Linked DNA regions of Mus musculus: regions 2 and 3 are each linked to region 1. Evidence: chromatin contacts called from public Hi-C data. All regions are on one chromosome and are shown on one strand. Each heading gives the region's core, a stretch centred on a gene start, on an enhancer-like site or on the middle of the called end of the contact. The rest is flanking DNA. Distances are from core to core; before and after follow the strand shown. Region 1 holds the start of Plbd1 (phospholipase B domain containing 1). Region 2 overlaps Plbd1 (phospholipase B domain containing 1). Region 3 overlaps Gucy2c (guanylate cyclase 2c).

The links. Hi-C and Micro-C count contacts between places; a contact is called where the count stands out from the background.
Region 2: a Hi-C map of epidermal suprabasal cells shows a contact between it and region 1, with 2.4 times the contacts expected there. The contact joins the enhancer-like site here to the promoter of Plbd1 in region 1. A contact is called at or near these places in 3 of 39 promoter capture datasets (the HPC-7 cell line, cranial neural crest and second pharyngeal arch cranial neural crest), 3 of 484 Hi-C or Micro-C datasets (embryonic stem cells, epidermal suprabasal cells and nephron progenitors), 2 of 115 datasets of contacts at active chromatin or transcription factors (both in embryonic stem cells) and 2 of 9 other capture datasets (adipose tissue and embryonic stem cells).
Region 3: a contact with region 1 is called in a Hi-C map of bone marrow-derived macrophages, with 55 read pairs. The contact joins the enhancer-like site here to the promoter of Plbd1 in region 1. A contact is called at or near these places in 13 of 39 promoter capture datasets (the 3T3-L1 cell line, the C10 cell line, HPC-7-derived erythroid cells and 9 more), 10 of 484 Hi-C or Micro-C datasets (DN2 thymocytes, bone marrow, bone marrow-derived macrophages and 7 more), 3 of 115 datasets of contacts at active chromatin or transcription factors (the 230-238 cell line, microglia and stem cell-derived neural progenitor cells) and 3 of 9 other capture datasets (adipose tissue, liver and pancreatic islet).

Annotation. Positions count from the first base shown.
Region 1 is chr6:136,659,954-136,663,592 of GRCm38.p6, forward strand. Plbd1 (phospholipase B domain containing 1) reads right to left here and starts at 1,940. Exons shown (of 11, transcript NM_025806.2): 1 at 1,609-1,940. The coding sequence starts at 1,726.
Region 2 is chr6:136,623,961-136,627,922 of GRCm38.p6, forward strand. The region is part of intron 6 of Plbd1 (phospholipase B domain containing 1); the gene reads right to left. Among named protein-coding and RNA genes, the nearest start is that of Gm40409, 4.2 kb to the right of the region's middle. Within about 2 kb of position 1,606, at least 5 of the 459 cell types and tissues checked have an H3K27ac peak or open chromatin away from gene starts, as enhancers often do. A contact at or near this core is called in epidermal suprabasal cells, where this site is marked.
Region 3 is chr6:136,712,225-136,715,807 of GRCm38.p6, forward strand. It overlaps Gucy2c (guanylate cyclase 2c), which reads right to left. Exons shown (of 27, transcript NM_001127318.1): 21 at 822-980. Among named protein-coding and RNA genes, the nearest start is that of Plbd1, 52 kb to the left of the region's middle. Within about 2 kb of position 2,072, at least 47 of the 459 cell types and tissues checked have an H3K27ac peak or open chromatin away from gene starts, as enhancers often do. A contact at or near this core is called in DN2 thymocytes, bone marrow, bone marrow-derived macrophages and 3 more, where this site is marked.

The DNA.
Region 1 (3,639 bases), core at 690-3,189:
CCACCAGCTGATTCCGGTTCCCAGTGCCCAATCAGGGCAGATGAGTCAGGCCCTCAGCCTGACAGTTATATTTCTAATGAATAATTAATGATGAATCTGGGGACAGACTTGGGCGTGTATCAGGGTGAATCGTCTCCCTGAGATCTGATCACAGCTGGCATGATGCAAATACTGACTTCTGGAGTTTAGCCCTGCCTGCCTAGAGGAAGAACCAGTTTTACCAAGGAATGGGCTACATTTTGAGTCTCACGGAGGTCGGCTCATCTCTCTCTTACCAGGGCAAAGGAGGAACAGTTAGGACACAGCCTACTAAGCTCACAGTACGGAGCTAGGTTCCTTTGGGAGCCCTGGGAGATAGCAATGCCTCTGCTTTTTTACGATTTAAATTTTGGGTAATCTACTGGCAGGTTGAGGAAGCTTCAATACAGTACAAATAACATACTGATAAGAGGGAGAAAGGACATCCCATCTGTTTCAAATAGACACTGCAGGCAGGCATCCTTAGCTGTCCTCAAAGCTGTCATGTGGAGGAGCCTTTCAGGATTGCTGGCCATGGTAAGGAACCAGCAGCTTTTCTGGACTAAAGGGTGTGTGTGTGTGTGTGTGTGTGTGTGTGTGTGTGTGTGTGTGAGCGTGAGCGCTCATGTGGCGGGGGTAGGGAGGGATGACCAAAGAACATACAGCTAAATCAGGGGAGACATCAGGCACTTCCGGACCCTTCTCATCCCACAAGCCTGTGCCCACTGGGAAGTTTCCAGACATGAGTGGAGCAGGCTTTGAAAGCAAACACTTCCAAATGGCAAGGGTGCGGGTACTCGTTGAGAGACGGTAACGAGAAAAATCAGCGACTTTTGAAAGGGGACACTGCCCGCGTCCCTTCCTATTCTTGAATGGGTCAAACAAGGAGACGATTACGAAATCAGTCGTCCTCTCTGAATTTGACTTTTAGAATCTTCCAAGTCTACGCATCCCACAATTCATTTTGGTCTTGTTACAAATGGAAGGGTGAGACTGGAAGGACACCTGTTGAGGCCTGTTTTTTCTGAAGGGAAGGATTACACCAGTGCCCTCTGGCAACCCAGCTACCTTATCGCTTAGGCAAATTCCTGACTTCCCCCCAGTCGCAGCCTCTGTGCAGTAGAACGGAGACTTTAATCCACTTTAGGATTCTGAGGCCATTCAGAAGAGCTCAGCAGCCTTAAGCTCTGGCCCTGTCCCATATCAAGATGGCATAACCAGTTTGCTATCAGTTCTCTTAAGTCCAAGTCACTTGTCTACTTCTAGAAGCAGAACAAAGGTCAGCTCGAAATCACACCTCAGTCTGATTTGGAAAAATCTCTGGACTGGAGCCTTTTGGACCAGTCGAGGTTGTCCGGGACAAGATATGGGACAGAATTAAGGCCAAAACATTTTACGTTGGAGAGCCCTTGTACCCTCCTTCAATGCCACCGCTGATCCACCTCAGGGCTGGAACGTAACCCGCCAGGCTCCCCACCAAGAAGTACGACCCAAGACGCCCCTAGATGCAAAGCTGTTGGGACTCTGGCCAGCCGCCGGCGTGGGGGTACAGGGCAACGCCCCTAGTCCGCGGGCGGCCGTTCTGCTCACCTGTTGGGTCGCTCTGGCTGGCAGCGCCAGCCGCCCAGGGAGGCTGCAGCAGCAATGGCAGCAGCAGCAGCAGCGGCGATGGCGGCCTGAGGCTCCTGCCAGGGCTGCGGTGGCACATCGCTCCTCCGCTGTGACCTCGGCCTGGTTGGATTAGGTCCCGCTGGCGCCGGCGGTGGCAGCTGTTGCAAGAGCCGCACTTGAGGATGGTAGCAGGGCGCTGCGTTGCAGAGGCCGGGCCGATCTTAACTTTCTTCTGACATTAGTCTTGCCTGCTTGGGCGCTTCACGTGGCCTTGGGAACCAACCTTCGCCCTGCTGAGCCCCAGGCTAGGAGAGGCGGATCCTTTCCGTCTGGTCTGACCCTCCAGCCACCTGTGGGCCAGGCCGGGAAAGTTCTCTGTCGCGCTTTTGGGAAGTGCCGGGGCTGTGCTGCTTTCTCTGGTCGCCTCCTGGAGGGTGGGGCTCAGGGCTAAGGAATCAGTTAAAGGTGGCCTTGGTCCCTGTAGCAGAGGATAAGGAAACCGAGGCAGCAGTGGGTCGCATGCCTCCCCGTAGGTCGGATTCTGTGGCCTTCTGTCTTCTCAGGTCCCTCATCCGTCAGGAATCAGGGCTTCTTGCGCCAGCCTGTCTGACCTCAGGAGCTCAACACCTCCAGACCTTAGCTTTGTGTCTTCATTGGGCGGAGCTGATTCACGCGGGGCTAGAAGCAGATCTACCCCTGAGCTTCCATAGAGACCCATGTCTGGGCAGGACTCGCTGAAGGCAACATTGTGAAGTTGGCCAAGGGTGCCCTAGGTGACATTGTGAAGTAGGCAACAGACTTCAAGCTGACTGAGCTCATCTTTTGCTACTGAACCCAGGCAAGCAAACCACTGTAGCTGGGTTTGTAAAGCGTTCCAGAAGTCGAGGCAGGAGGATTAATGAAAGTCTGAGGACAATTTGGGCTACTGAATGAGACACTGTTTCCAAACACCAAAATATAAAAAATCCAGATAAACAAATAAATATTTTTTAAAAAGTAATGAAGAAGTGCCTTTGTTAGAGGAAGAAATAAATTTGTCATTGCTAGAAATGACACCTGTGAATTATGAAATACAAATCACAATTTCGTTTGGTAATATTCATTTAGTGGAGAAAGAAGCTGCAGGCATTGTAGGGACTGTACATAAAATAAAAACGAAGGTGAACGGTACCTTTGGGTCCTATGGCACGTGGCTAGTGAAGTGTCACCCCAAAAAGTGCAGGTGTGTCTCCATATCCCACTCTGTGACCTCACTGACCCTTCTGATCCAAGGAGACAAGTGTTCAGAGGAGGTGACTCTTTCAGGATGCCTGATGGGGGCTGGGCTCACCCACCTGATGGTTTGCTTGCCGAGTATTTATTGACTTCAGTGTTCCAGGATAGAGCCCTGTATGACACCGGGTCTGTAGAACACCAGACTAGTCGATGAAGTGGTTGGCTTGTTTTGAACGAGCAGTTTAATTGGATTAGACTTTCTTAAACTCAGTACTGTTGAAATTCTGTCCAGTTATGAGTGAGCATATGTGTGTGTCCGTCCGTGTGTGTGAGTGTGTCCTGTGCACTCTGAGGCCTTTAACATCCTTGAAAGTGCCTCCAGACCACGTCCAGTATTCCCCAAGGTAAAAAGTACTAACCTAGCAGAGCACTGTTACAGTAATTTGTGGTACATTTTGACATACTTAAATTGCGTTTTTTAAAAAAGATTTATTTATTTATTATATGTAAGTACACTGTAGCTGTCTTCAAACATTCCAGAAGAGGGAGTCAGATCTCATTAAGGATGGTTGTAAGCCACCATGTGGTTGCTGGGATTTAAACTCACAAGCTTCGGAAGAGCAGTCGGTGCTTTTAACCGCTGAGCCATCTCTCCAGCCCTTAAATTGAGGTTTTTAAACATCCAAAAGAATAGTGACAGCCAACTCTAGGTGAGACGGTCCAAGGATATTGGTTTCAAAATTGCAACTGGAATGAATAGGGCATAAACCAGAGATTTGACAGCCCTAACGGGCT
Region 2 (3,962 bases), core at 356-2,855, 36 kb before region 1:
CATAGTGTTCACACTTCAGTCTTCATTTTTCTTGAGTTTCATGTGTTTAGGAAATTGTATCTTATATCTTGGGTATCTTAGGTTTTGGGCTAATATCCACTTATCAGTGAGTACATATTGTGTGAGTTCCTTTGTGAATGTGTTACCTCACTCAGGATGATGCCCTCCAGGTCCATCCATTTGGCCAGGAATTTCATAAATTCATTCTTTTTAATAGCTGAGTAGTACTCCATTGTGTAGATGTACCACATCTTCTGTATCCATTCCTCTGTTGAGGGGCATCTGGGTTCCTTCCAGCTTCTGGCTATTATAAATAAGGCTGCTATGAACATAGTGGAGCATGTGTCCTTCTTACCAGTTGGGGCATCTTCTGGATATATGCCCAGGAGAGGTATTGCTGGATCCTCCGGTAGTACTATATCCAGTTTTCTGAGGAACCGCCAGACTGATCTCCAGAGTGGTTGTACAAGCCTGCAATCCCACCAACAATGGAGGAGTGTTCCTCTTTCTCCACATCCACGCCAGCATCTGCTGTCACCTGAATTTTTGATCTTAGCCATTCTGACTGGTGTGAGGTGGAATCTCAGGGTTGTTTTGATTTGCATTTCCCTGATGATTAAGGATGTTGAGCATTTTTTCAGGTGCTTCTCTGCCATTCGGTATTCCTCAATCTAAGTGGATCAAGGAACTTCACATAAAACCAGAGACACTGAAACTTATAGAGGAGAAAGTGGGGAAAAGCCTTGAAGATATGGGTACAGGGGAAAGATTCCTGAACAGAACAGCAATGGCTTGCTCTGTAAGATCGAGAATTGACAAATGGGACCTAATGAAACTCCAAAGTTTCTGCAAGGCAAAAGACACCGTCAATAGGACAAAAAGACCACCAACAGATTGGGAAAGGATCTTTACCTATCCTAAATCAGATAGGGGACTAATATCCAACATATATAAAGAACTCAAGAAGGTGGACTTCAGAAAATCAAATAACCCCATTAAAAAATGGGGCTCAGAACTGAACAAAGCCCAGCGTTCTTGATGTGAGTTGTGGGACGCACTCTACCCGCTGAGAAATTTCTCCGGGTCTATTATTCATCTGCTTTTTTTTTCTTTTCTTTCTCAGTATATAAACTCTACTAAGGAAGGGAATTTTGTCGTATTGACTCATACCTGTTCATTTCGGCATCAGGAGAAGGTGCCAAAGGTTTAACATACGGAAGTGCTCAATAAATAACTGTTAAATTTATTGAAGAAGAAATGGTGAATAATGTTTATGCATCTATGGCACTTGGGGCTCCTCACTCTGGAAGGATGGAAGCCATTCTTTGACCTACACACACACACACACACACACACACACAGCAAGTCAGGAATCATATCGGGCAGGCTTGGAACACAGTTCTTTTCTGGCCGCACACCCCTGACAAGGGTGATGGGGACAGGTGTACAGTCGTGCAAAAGAAAATGATTCACACGAACCATGAGGAGACTGCAACAGGAACAGCAAAGCGAGTCCTGGGGGCTGCGCTGCGCACGCAGGGAGGAGTCGGGAGGTCACTGGGTGGCCAGTTCAGCCTGAGGAGAATAGCAATATGGGGGTGGGATTGTTGGAGCTGAAAGGGAGGACACTCCCCGAGCCAGGTGGTGGAAGATGACTAAGACAGGTGTGTCCCTCAGAAGACTTCGCATCCTGGGACGGTGCCAAAGGAGATAAAACACACCCAAAAGGGAGTCTAAGAAAACCAGAATCAAGTGCTACAAAATCTGCCTGTAATCCTTTGCAATGCGTGTCCCGCTTCCTTCCATTCTTCCTTCGTCCCTCCCCAGATTCAAGCTGGGAACTTGGCCCTGTGCTCACCTGTGAATCATTTGTATAGATTTTACAAAGTCTCCGAGATCAAAGTGGTAACATGAAATTAGTAACAGTAATTATGGTTCGTTGAAATATTCCCAGCATACATTTATTAAAGGGACAACTTTAAAACCTAGGCGAGTAACCACACTATGGACCCCGGACACTGACTAAATTCTCCTGGGGCTTGGAGCATTGAATTTCGTTTTCACGTGTGTTTTCACGTGTGTTTTCACGTGTGTTTTCACGTGTGTTTTCACGTGTGTTTTCACGTGTGTCTACTGCAAGGCTTGTGCTTTGGGGACCACAGAGGCAGCTGGTGGCTCCAAGGATGGGCTCTGGTCCCCGAATGTGAACATCACCCAGGAGCTAGTAATAAGAAAGAAACCTTTTGTGGCCAGCCAGAAGGCTCAGTGGGTAACGCTGCTTGCTACACAAACTTGCTGGTCCAAGTTTGATCCCTGGAATCCATGAAAAGATGGACAGAGGGAACGGAGCATACCACAGTGTCCTCTGATCTCACACACTAATGGTGGCACTTAAAGAAGAAAGATGTACTCCTAGGGGTAACACTGTATGTGGGCTTCCAGCAAACTCCCCTGGGAAACTTGAAGGGAAATTACATTTCTGTAGTTTGTATTCATGGACCATGAATTCAGCCTGGGGTTGAGAGGAGCTTTTGCTTGCCGGCCAAAGCTGGAATGCATCAAAGTGTCTTTAATTGACCCCAGTAATGATGATCCTGAGGCTCCAGGCTTAATTACCTGTAATGGAGGCTTTCTGCGACAATCTGAGTGTGTCTCACCATGTGTGTGTGTTCTTGGTGGCATTGTGTCTGCAAGTGCTGTCTCCACCCAGATACACACAAATACAAACCACAGTTCAGTGCAAACAGAGCCATATCAGGAAAGAGCAAAGTCAGATATACTGTGTTCAAACCCGGGACTCAGTGTGGTTGTACGGCTTTGATCTGACCGGATAGCGTAGTTAACTTCTCTCAACCGATTTCTGTCTTTAAGGAATCAAAATAAAATACCATTGATTTTTTTTTGATTGTTTGGTAGAAATTAAATGACCTACTTTACTCTGTATAAGACAAATGTTATCAACAGGTCACAGAGCCAAGCACATAGTAGGGAATTGTAAAGAAAAAAATTTTTTTTCTTTTCCTTTTTTTCCAGAACACAAACAAGCTTTATTAGCAATTAATTTAAGCCTTGAATGTGGCCTACTTCTCACAGTGCTTGGCAGGTCTAGGCCCCACCCATTTCTTGTTTCTTTTTCTTTTTTCTTTTTTCTTTTTATTGAGACAAGGTCTTACTAGGTAGCTCTAGCTCTCCTGGAAATCACTCTGTAGACCAAGCTGGCCTTGAACTCACAGAGGTGGATCTGCCAGCCTCTGCCTCCTGGATGCTGGCATTAGAGGTGTGGGCTTTCTGCTATTTCTATTAAGAATTGCTATGAAGGGGCTAGAAAGCGGCCATCGGTGGCACAGGACAGTGACCCAGCGCTGACTAAGCACGAGAACGAGGCTTCCCTCCCTCAGGGTCCTCACTGCCCATTACACCATAGGCTGCGATCCCTAAAACTAAAAGTCTGGAGCCCTGAGACTTCCTGTCTTAGATGCTGCCTGTGTATGGAGACAGGGTCAAAAGAGAAGTAATTAAGATGACCTGAGTTCCTGGGAGTGAGACTTCATGCAGTTACCAGGCTGTGTGTAAGAGCAGTAAGAAGGCAGAGCATGGCCTTGAACTTCTGATCCTTCTCCAAGGACTTCGTGTTGTCCGCAGAAGCCACCACATCCAGTGTTTGTGGTGCAGGGGATTGAACCTAAAGCTTTCAGGCATGAAGCCAACTGAACTACATCCCCAGCCCTACCTGTGTTTTTATACATATAATTAAATATTAACCTGAAGTGAAGTGTGAGAGCAAGTGCTCTCAACCTCCGAGCCGTCTCTCCAGCCCCATTGTGTTAAAATGCTTATAAAGAGAAACCGGAGAAAGAAGACAGATGATATAAAGAAACTAAATATCAAAATAGACACAAGACAGATGAAATAAAGAAACTAAGTAATAAGATGGCAGGCTTAAGACCAAATATATCATCTAA
Region 3 (3,583 bases), core at 822-3,321, 52 kb after region 1:
AGTAGCCAGTGGAAGCAAGCTTTGAAGTCAGGTCTCACTGAGCTCAGTTTCCGCAATTTTACCAGAGCTAGGCTACCTAGCTTATCCTTACACTCAATTAACAGCTTGCCACACCGGAACGGGAAGAGACCATTGCTTCTTGCTTGTACAAAGCCATTGACCAAACCATCACATTGTGATTCCTCATTTATCTTAACATTCCGGGGGAACTTATTCGAATGACAGTGTTCTGAAAACATTAAGCTCTTTGGGGATTTCAGTCCTAATGCCCTTTCTCTTCTGTCCTGACTATGTTTCATGAAGTTCGCTCATAGATGGTCTGATGGCAAGACACCTGCCTCGTCGCCCACAGACAACTTCTAGTTCTTGTGACTTGGACTTTGCTTGTGATGTCAAGAAGAAAAGCAAAGACACCAACACTGAATGCCTGAGAGCCTCAGAGAGCGTTCACACAGCACATGCGGCAGACTTGAGTTTCCATGCTGAGTCTGAGGACAGACGGACAGCAGTTTGCCTGAAGGCAGAATGTAGACTTAATGAGATATTAGAACTCACAGCCCTCTACTCAGTCCATAATCCTCACAGTAACTTCTTTGCTTTGGGAATTCAGAGTGAAATCAGGAGGTTCAGCAAGGTTCAAGCATTTTGAACCCTGAAGGGTCTATAAAAGGAAACCACCCTAGACTGCCCCAAACAAACCAAAGGCCAAACCAAATGCAGAACAAAACCAGCAATGGGGAGAGGCGGCCACGTTGAAGGTTTCAGCTGGGAGCCTGGCTGTGGAATCACGGGAAGCCATGTTTACAGGTGGCTGGCCTTACCGTGGGAGGAGCATGAAGTTAAGGTGGTCAGCCCTGTCCCTCTCCGCCTTGTACAGCTGAGTCCTTTCCTCCACCAGATGTTCCAGGTTTCGAGAGTACAGCTGGAGACGTCGGATCAAGGTGTCCATGTAAGACTCGTTTTTCTGGTCATGGAAAAGGCTGCAGGTGGTAACAGATGAAGGATTTTTACACATCACTGGGAAGGGGTGTGAGGGGGGTCTCATGATGTTGTGTATGTTAAAGATAATGTTTATAACATGCTAAGACATAGAAAAAAGTTCTGAGATCCCACAGCCATTCTGCCATCGTGATTACGTCATTGACAAGTTCCCACTTCTGCCCTCAGACGGTGTAGGCTTGCTTTGTATAAGTGAGTGTGTGTCTGTGTGTTTCTGTGTTTGGTATGTGTGTGTGTCTCTGTGCCTCTCTCTCTGTATATGTGTATGAGAGACTGGTTGTGTCTCTGTGTGTCTCTGTGTGTGTGTTTATGTGTATGTTGTGTCTCTGTGTATGTTTATTGTGTGTGTTTGTGTGTATGTGTGTGTGTGAGAGAGAGAGAGAGAGAGTGTGTGTGTCATAGTATGGGTTTGAAGGAGGTTTGAGGACACCATCATTGTTTTGGGTATGAACTCAGGTGACTAGTCTTGTTGACATCTCCACAGTCCCAAGAGACAGAACTTTTTTTATAACAAGCTCCCAAGGGCTCTTACTTGACCCCAGCAGTAAAGGTTCGTTAGGCAGAATGGGATCAGGAGCAAGCACAGGGGAGGTGGAAATGAATGGATTCAATTAAAAGTTTCCCCATCTTAACTATGGATCTTCGTCACCTAGGGAATTATTAAAACTCCCGCTAAGTTACACCTTAGCCCTGTTACATCAAATGCTCTAGGGCAGAATTAAGGTGCCAGTGTTTCTTAAAGCTCCTTGGGGAATCTCAAATGAACAGCCATGTTTGAGACCCACCAGAGTCAAGGGTAAAGACCAGGGGCCCATGATCTATCTCCATGAGAGTCCCTGTCACTGATACTGCACTGTCCCATCTGACCTCGGTGACAGCCAGGGGAGGAGTGAAAAGGCGAGAATTGAATCTGTTGCTAGTTCCTGCTCTATTCAAACAGTGCACACTTCTGCCAATCAGACCATGGCTCCCATCTCTGCCTTGGCTTCTCACCTCAGCAGGTGTCTGAATCTTAGGGCCTAAGGACACCTCCAGAAAGTCAGAGATGGAAGGAAGTTTAGAAACCACCCAGCTCACTCCAGTTTCATGAATGAGGAAGTTGGTAGCCTGCATCTGCGTCTGCATGTGCGTGTGCATGTCTGTGTGTGTGTGTGTTGATTTGCCCTCTGTTCCCAGCAAGCCAGCATTATGTCTTCCTTGGTGCTTGGTTTCTCAGTTCTCCAGTCACTGTCCCTTTCCCATCTGTAGTGTGTTATCTAAAAGCACACAGCATCGAGGATTTGGTATCGCTGGATCATGGGATATAACACCCATTTTGAACACGAAGGCTCTAGTGATTCAGAAAACAAATCTAAAGTGTCTGGGGCCATAGCTGGTGATTTTGGAGATCTTTAAAGCTTGCTGACCTTGGTGGCTGGAGAGATGGTTCATAAGAACCTATCCTGCCTTACCAGAGGACCCTCGGTCACCTCCTAGGACCTATGTCAGGGGACTTACAGATCCAAGTTCAGGTCTAGGGAATCCGGGTGCCTGCGCACAGGTACACAAACCCACACATATACAAAGAATTAAAAATAAAAGCTAGATCTTAAAAATATTAAGAACTTTCTAATGTTAAGAATTACCCATCTGGGCCCAGAGACATGGCTCAGTGGTTAAGAACACTGACTGCTCTTCCAGAGGACCTGGGTTTGATTTTCCAGCTCCCTTGTGGCAGCTCACAACTGTCTGTAACTTCAACCCCAGGGTCTGATGCCTTTTTTGGCCTCTGTGAGCACTGCATGCACAAGGCACACAGACATACATGCAAGAACCCCCCTATATGTGTGTGTATATATATATATATATATATATATATATATATATATATATATATATATATATATATATATATATATATATACATATATTACCCAGGAGCATTATAGAATCCCAGGACCCAGGTTAGACTTCCAGAAGGGTCTGGAAGTCTGGAAATTATGCATTTAATTAAAATATGTTTCATACATGTTTTCTTCTCTGTTAATTCTTCCCAAATCCTCCCTACCTCCTCATGCACCCCAACTTTAAGGTTCTCTTAGAAACTATGTCTTTTTCAGACTTATTAGCTTAAGTGTGTGTACTGGAGGAACACTGCTCCTGGATGCAGCTGCCCAGGAAGCCAGAAGCATCCTATCTCTTGGAGCTGGAGTCACAGGCAGTTGTGAGTCTCCTGATGTGGGCTATAGGAACCAAACTTGGTTCCTCTGCAAGAACAGTGCGTGTCTTAACTGATGAACCATCTTTCTTGCCTCTGGAAACTATTTTTAATGATAAAAAGTATGATATATTATGATGTATTTTGTCCCTGAGTGTTTAACTTTATGAGAGCATGTCCCTGAGAAGTGGTCTTTTTTACTTCTGAATCATTTGCATTTTATGTGACAGGTGTTGGTTATAGCCTGAGAATTTTATTGGCACAAACATTTTCATTCCGTGGTAGCACTAAATGTCAACTATCCAATCACCATTAAAGAATTCAAAATTGGGCTGGGCGTGGTGGCACACGCCTTTAATCCCAGCACTCGGGAGGCAGAGGCAGGCG